Linked DNA regions of Macaca mulatta: region 2 is linked to region 1. The links are chromatin contacts, called in public Hi-C maps. All regions are on one chromosome and are shown on one strand. The core of a region is the stretch at or near the end of the contact, and the rest is flanking DNA. Distances in the headings are between cores, read along the strand shown.

Region 1 (2,750 bases), core at 85-2,584:
AAACAGATTGCCCCAAATCTTAGTGGCTTAGAACAACAAACATGTATTATCTCCCAGCTTCTATGGACCAGGACTTGAATGTGGCTTAACTGGGTGCTTCTGACTCTGGTCTCTCACAAGGATTTGACTGAGCTGTGGGTGGGGCTGTGATCTTAAGAGAAGAAATGAAACCCAGAAGGATCCATTTCCAGGCTCACACTCATGTGGTTGTTGGCCCCAGGCCTCCCTTAACTCCTTGCCAGGGGAAACTCTTTCCAGGGCAGCTCACGAAGGGGTGGCTGAGCACCCTCTGAGCGCGCAAGTGAAAGAGGGTGTGCAAAACAGAAGCCGGGTCTCTTTATAACCTGGTATCCAAAGTGACAGCCCATGGCTTTTGCCATAGCCCATTCATTAGCATTGAGTCACTCAGTCCATCCCACACTCAAGGGACAGGGTTACACAAAGCATGCATATCAGCAGTCAGGGACCTTGGGGCCATATGTCTACACACATATGCACATACGCATGCATGTCTGTGTGTTTACACACTCATACATTCCCCGGCTCCCTGAATGGGCTTCACAATAACACCTCAATAGCAATGAGCACACCTGTGCTCCAATACTGGTTTCTAAATACCATTCTCCACTAAAAGGAATCCAGGGCTGGGACGGGGAAGTATAAGAAGAGCCTGGAACATCTTACTGTACCAGCAAGTGGGAAACTTTACTTTAGACATGGGAACATGCCAAAAGAACACAGTAGCTGCTTGAAGGGGCTCCCAGTGGCTTTCTCTGGGATTCCCTGAGCATGAAAATAAACGACTACAATGAAGAATTATAACCTTTAGACTTAAATAAAGACCCATGAGTCCACACTGATATAAATACATATGTAAATAAACGCACAGGGGAGGGGGAAAGCTCTTTCTTCCAGTGAAAAGTCCCTATTAAATGTGGAAGGAATGATGGAATCAGAAAATCACCATTTGGCAACCATCAAGAATCTTTGATGAATGCTAAAAGTAGTGGGTAAAAAGTTTGAAGAGTAACAACGTATCTACATAATCTCAAAGTATCTCCAGTGGATACTTATTAGTTACAAAGGAGAAATTAGTAACTAGACAGTGGAGAATTCTGGGGAGAACCACCTAAAACAAAGTGCACATCGCCTGTCATGGAACAAATATTTATCCTGAGGCTCTGGATAAAACTTACCAAGAGGAACAAAAGTGCCCAAAGTGCATCATCCGAACCTGATCTGGAGGAAGGATCATCAGACAGCCCGAGCTGAGGGCCATCCTACGAAATAACCCACCTGCGTTCCTCAAAAACGCCAAGGCCACGAAAGACAAGGAAGAACTGAGGAAAGATTTCAGAGGCTGGACACAAGATCTGGCACAGTCCTTCCCTAGCCCCCAGGCCCCGCCCTCAAGTCCGCCCCCATCATCCTCGACCCCGCCCCACACTCCGCCCCCTGTTCCCTCTCACGGCCCCGCCCTCTCAGCCCTGCCCTCCAGGGCCCGCCCCCAGCCCTGCTCCCTCTCACTGCCCCGCCCCTCTCACTGCCCCGCCCCTCTCCCCGCCCCCTATTCCCTCTCAAGGCCTCGCTCCTGGCTCCCTCCCTGCTCACTCCCACGGCCTCGCCCCCGCAGCCCAGCCTTCCAGGCCCCGCCCCCAGCCCTGTTCCCTCTCATGGCCCCACCCCTCGTCCTTTCCCACACTTTCCCTGGCAGCCCCTCTCCGCCCTAGCGTAAGAAACCAGTGCTGGGGCGCTGCCCAGGAAACCTGTGCCAGCACAGCATGGGGAATCAGAAACTAAAGCCCAGGCTCTGAGCTCTTAGGCTCAGGCCCCTCGTCGTGAAAGGAGGAAACGCAACCTGCCCCACAGGACTTAATGCCACCGGCGGATGACGGAGCAACAACGTGCCCCTCACTTGCTTTTGTGGCTAAGTCTGTTCCATCACTAGGGGTGTTTAGATGCCTCCTTCAAGGCAAGGCAGGGCCCCTGGTCTCCTCCCTATCATGCCAGTGAAGGGCATCGGCTTTGCAATTTGTCCCCAGATTCCGAAAAGGAGGGCTTTTCATAGTGCCGAGCGCCAGCCCTTGCTGTGGCTCGGCACCAGGGCAAGTGCAGCTGGCACCAGGGCAAGTGCAGCTGGCGCCAAGGCCCGTGCCAGGCTCAATCCACTCACTTCCCTCTGCTTCAACTGGAAATTCGTCTTTTCCTAATAAAAACGCTAGCATGTGACTAACGTACTTTCTCGGGGGGTGGGTAGGGTGGAAGTGCTTTACTTAGGTATTAACCATTCGTTTTTAAAAAGTTGATACAAGGAAATAGCCTCAGTCCAGCCCTGCAAGTTACTGCTGAGTCCTCAGAAATCTTCTAGAACCTATGAGGAGAAACAAGAGGAGTAAGAGCCACTTTGCCTGCAGCCTCTTTCTTGGGAAGCAAGATGAACAAATCCAGCCCTCTCTTTGTTCCAGTCTCTGCTCCACTGTGGCCTCTTCACCAGGGCTCCCTGACTTCCCATCTACCCCAAACCCTGCGCCCTGTTTTCCATAAACCTTCTCCCCCACCTTCTCCCTCTCCCCTCCTCCCCAACCTCGCACCAAAGCCACAGAGGCAGCAGCCCCCTTCAGTTCTCTGCTGGATCCCCTGTGCCTCCAGGAGTGCCTGGCGAGAGCTCAACATCTCCTAATGACTCAGTGGTTTACTCAATCTCCCGGTGGAGCAGCGCCACCTGCTCAGCCCTTGGTAATGCCACCTAC
Region 2 (2,882 bases), core at 81-2,580, 85 kb before region 1:
GTATTTTCAAAAAGAAATTCAGGAGACAAAAAAGGAAATGAGGTAATGACATTCTTGACAGTTCCATTTTCTCCTCTCAGTCACTAGATTTTTAACTGGAGAAAGTTTAATGAGAGAAGGGAAGTTAACCACATGATACTAGTCGGCAGAACAATCTTAGACCAAAATACATTGCTAAAGTATCTGCTAAAATTCTAACTAACGTTTACCTGGCAAAAGGACTGGCTCCAGTTTTTTAATCTTCGGTTCCGAACTGATCTTATCGTCAGTCTGAAATACATGAGCAAAATAAATCAAAATCTCAATACCCCCACCCTCCGTAAAACGCTACAGCAAATGTTGTTTTCTAAGTGATGACACAGGCGAAAGACACATAGCCCCCATTTAAATTCTTTCACATATTAACTGAGCTCTTTTAAAGATCTGCTCATTATCGACTTGGAAGCCTGATAATAAAAATTACTTAAACGGCCAGTGTCGCTTCCAGGTGTTCACATTTATGACAGACGGGTAACCACCTCGACCAGCGACCCCAAGCGCTGCAATCACGCTGGCGGTCATAGGAGGGACGGTCGACGGGTTGGAAACTAAAGAAAACCCCAGCTCCCAAGGCTCCCCTGGGTCTCAGCACTCGGTAAAACTACGGAGGACGGACTTCGGGCAGAGAATGGCTGCAGAAGAGTTTTACAAGTTTTCGCCGAGACAGTGGGGCTCCCGAGAAGGCGCATTTCGCGGCGCCGGGAACCAGGCAGCCGCGCGGCTGAGGGCAGGGAGACGCGCGCAGCCTCCCGGGGTCCTCCAGTTCCCGGGGGTCGGCCTGGAGGCTCCACGGAAGCGCCGAGGAGAGAGGCGCTCGCGGGGAGGGGTTGTTTACCTGGGGCGGCGGCAGGAGGTAGGACCTGAAGGTGGGTCTGGGCGGCTTGAGGGAGAACATGGTGCCGCCGCCTCTTCGCTCTGTTCCCGTCGCGGGTCAGCTGCAGCGCCGACGCCTCCAGGCGTAAAGCTCTCAGTGAGGCCGCCCAGGCCCCTTCTGCGGCCAGCCGAGCCGGGCTGACTGACGGGCGGGGACACGGCGCAGCGCCCGCCCGAGCGGGGAGGGGCCGGGCACAGCCAGACCGACGCGGGCGCCGGGGCTCATCCCCGGAAGGGGCCCGGTGCCCCGCCCCGAGAGACGGCGCGCGCAGGGCCGCGGCCCGCCGCTCCCGGGCCGTAGCCCGTGCTAGTGCCGGAACGCAGGGGTGGCGCCGGGTGCCCGCTGGCGGGCCCTCAGCCCGGGCGCCGCGGGGAGCGGAGCCCGGCAGCCATCTCGAGAGCGCGGCCTCAGGAGGGTGCTCCTACGGCAGCCCGCAGGGGTCAGACGGCCCGTGGGGGCCTACGGCGGCCTGCGGGGGCCACGGCGGCAGCGGTCAGGCGGCCTGGGACGGCGGCGCGGGGCATCTTCTGGCCGTACTGCAGTCCTGGGACAGTTCCCATGACTTACACATGGGCCGACTTCGCCCTCCGGCCCGGGCGAGCTCAGGGAGGAGCCCAGGGCAGGGGAAGGGGACTTGGGTCCAGGGGTTAGGCGGTCACCCCGTCTGCGCCCAGTATGCGAGGAACCGGCACTGGGAAAGTGGGCCGGTGCCGCCAAGCACAGGTCACTTCTGAGCTCTTACCGTAATTCAGACTGGAGCAGACTTTGGTGGGAGGGGGCTAGTGGTGTTACATTTTGGTGATTCTATGACTTGAGACTAGGTCCTTCTTATACCTTGAAGAATCAAACCCCAATCCAGCACTTTCTGATTCATGTCACAGGGAAGCTCCCATGTAGCCCTATCAGTCACAGTCATACTGATGAGTGTTACTCACAGGAACATTTAACAATTTACATAAAGATTCAGAAAGTTATTCTTTTTCTGAAAATGATTTATCCTGGATATAGAATCCTACTGATCTTTCAGGTTAACATGTTTGAATTCCACTCTGCCCAGGAACCATAACCATAACTATTTTTTAAAGAGTCAGGGTCTCACACCATCGCCTGGGCTGAAGTGCACTGGCATGATCAGGGCTCACTGCTGCCTTGACCTCCTGGGCTCAAGTGATCCTCCTGCCTCAGCCTCTCAAGTAGCTAGGACTATGGGCATGAGGCACCGTGCCTGGCCATAACTGTATTTTAAAATGTTAGTTCCATTGGATTCGAAGTGTTAAAATCACTGTCGTGCACACTTTTAAAAAAATTTTTATGGATATGCTGTTATTCCTCTATATTCAATGGATATTTTCTACAAATACTCTTCAAGCAATCATTGGCTTTTTCTTTACACTTAAATGACTCTGTGATTTGGGTTTTTCTGTACAGGTTTTCTTAGGATCTGCAACTCTAATATGCGACCATACAACAGAAAAGTGGAAAAAGTCTATTTCCAGATTTATTATTGTCTTAACATTTCCCAGATATCTAGTTGTATTTGTCTGCTCAGGCTGCCGTAACAAAATACCACAGGTTGATGGCTTAAAGAGCAGACATTAATTTCTCACAATTCTGGAGTATGGAAGTCCAAGATCAAGGTGTTGGCAAGGTAGGGATCTGCCTGACTTGTGGCAGGCAGACAGGCGAGGGCTCTCTGTCGGATTTGCAGATGGCTGCCATCTCACCGTGTGCTCACACTGTGCGCGGAGGGTATGTAACAAGCTCTCTGGGATCTCTTGGTGTCTCTTCTTGTAAGGACGCTAATCCTATCAGATTAGAGCCCCACTCTTACTACCTTATTCAGCCTTAATTACCTACTAAAATCTCCAAATATAGCCATACTAGGGGTTAGGGTTTCAACGTTAGCATTTTGGAAGAACATAATTCAGTCCATAGAAGTAGTTTTATAACCTCTTCTCAGACCCTGATG

The links. Hi-C and Micro-C count contacts between places; a contact is called where the count stands out from the background.
Region 2: a contact with region 1 is called in a Hi-C map of liver, with 3 times the contacts expected there. The contact joins the promoter of MTMR10 here to the promoter of LOC144329830 in region 1. A contact is called at or near these places in 2 of 14 Hi-C or Micro-C datasets (fibroblasts and liver).

What each region holds. Positions count from the first base shown.
Region 1 is chr7:8,081,322-8,084,071 of T2T-MMU8v2.0, reverse strand. It overlaps LOC144329830 (transient receptor potential cation channel subfamily M member 1-like), which reads right to left and starts at 1,334. Exons shown (of 8, transcript XM_077939029.1): 1 at 1,197-1,334.
Region 2 is chr7:8,166,266-8,169,147 of T2T-MMU8v2.0, reverse strand. MTMR10 (myotubularin related protein 10) reads right to left here and starts at 1,330. Exons shown (of 16, transcript XM_001109855.5): 1 at 875-1,330; 2 at 210-270. The coding sequence starts at 934. LOC106999104 (a long non-coding RNA gene) reads left to right here and starts at 1,157. Exons shown (of 2, transcript XR_013395479.1): 1 at 1,157-1,405.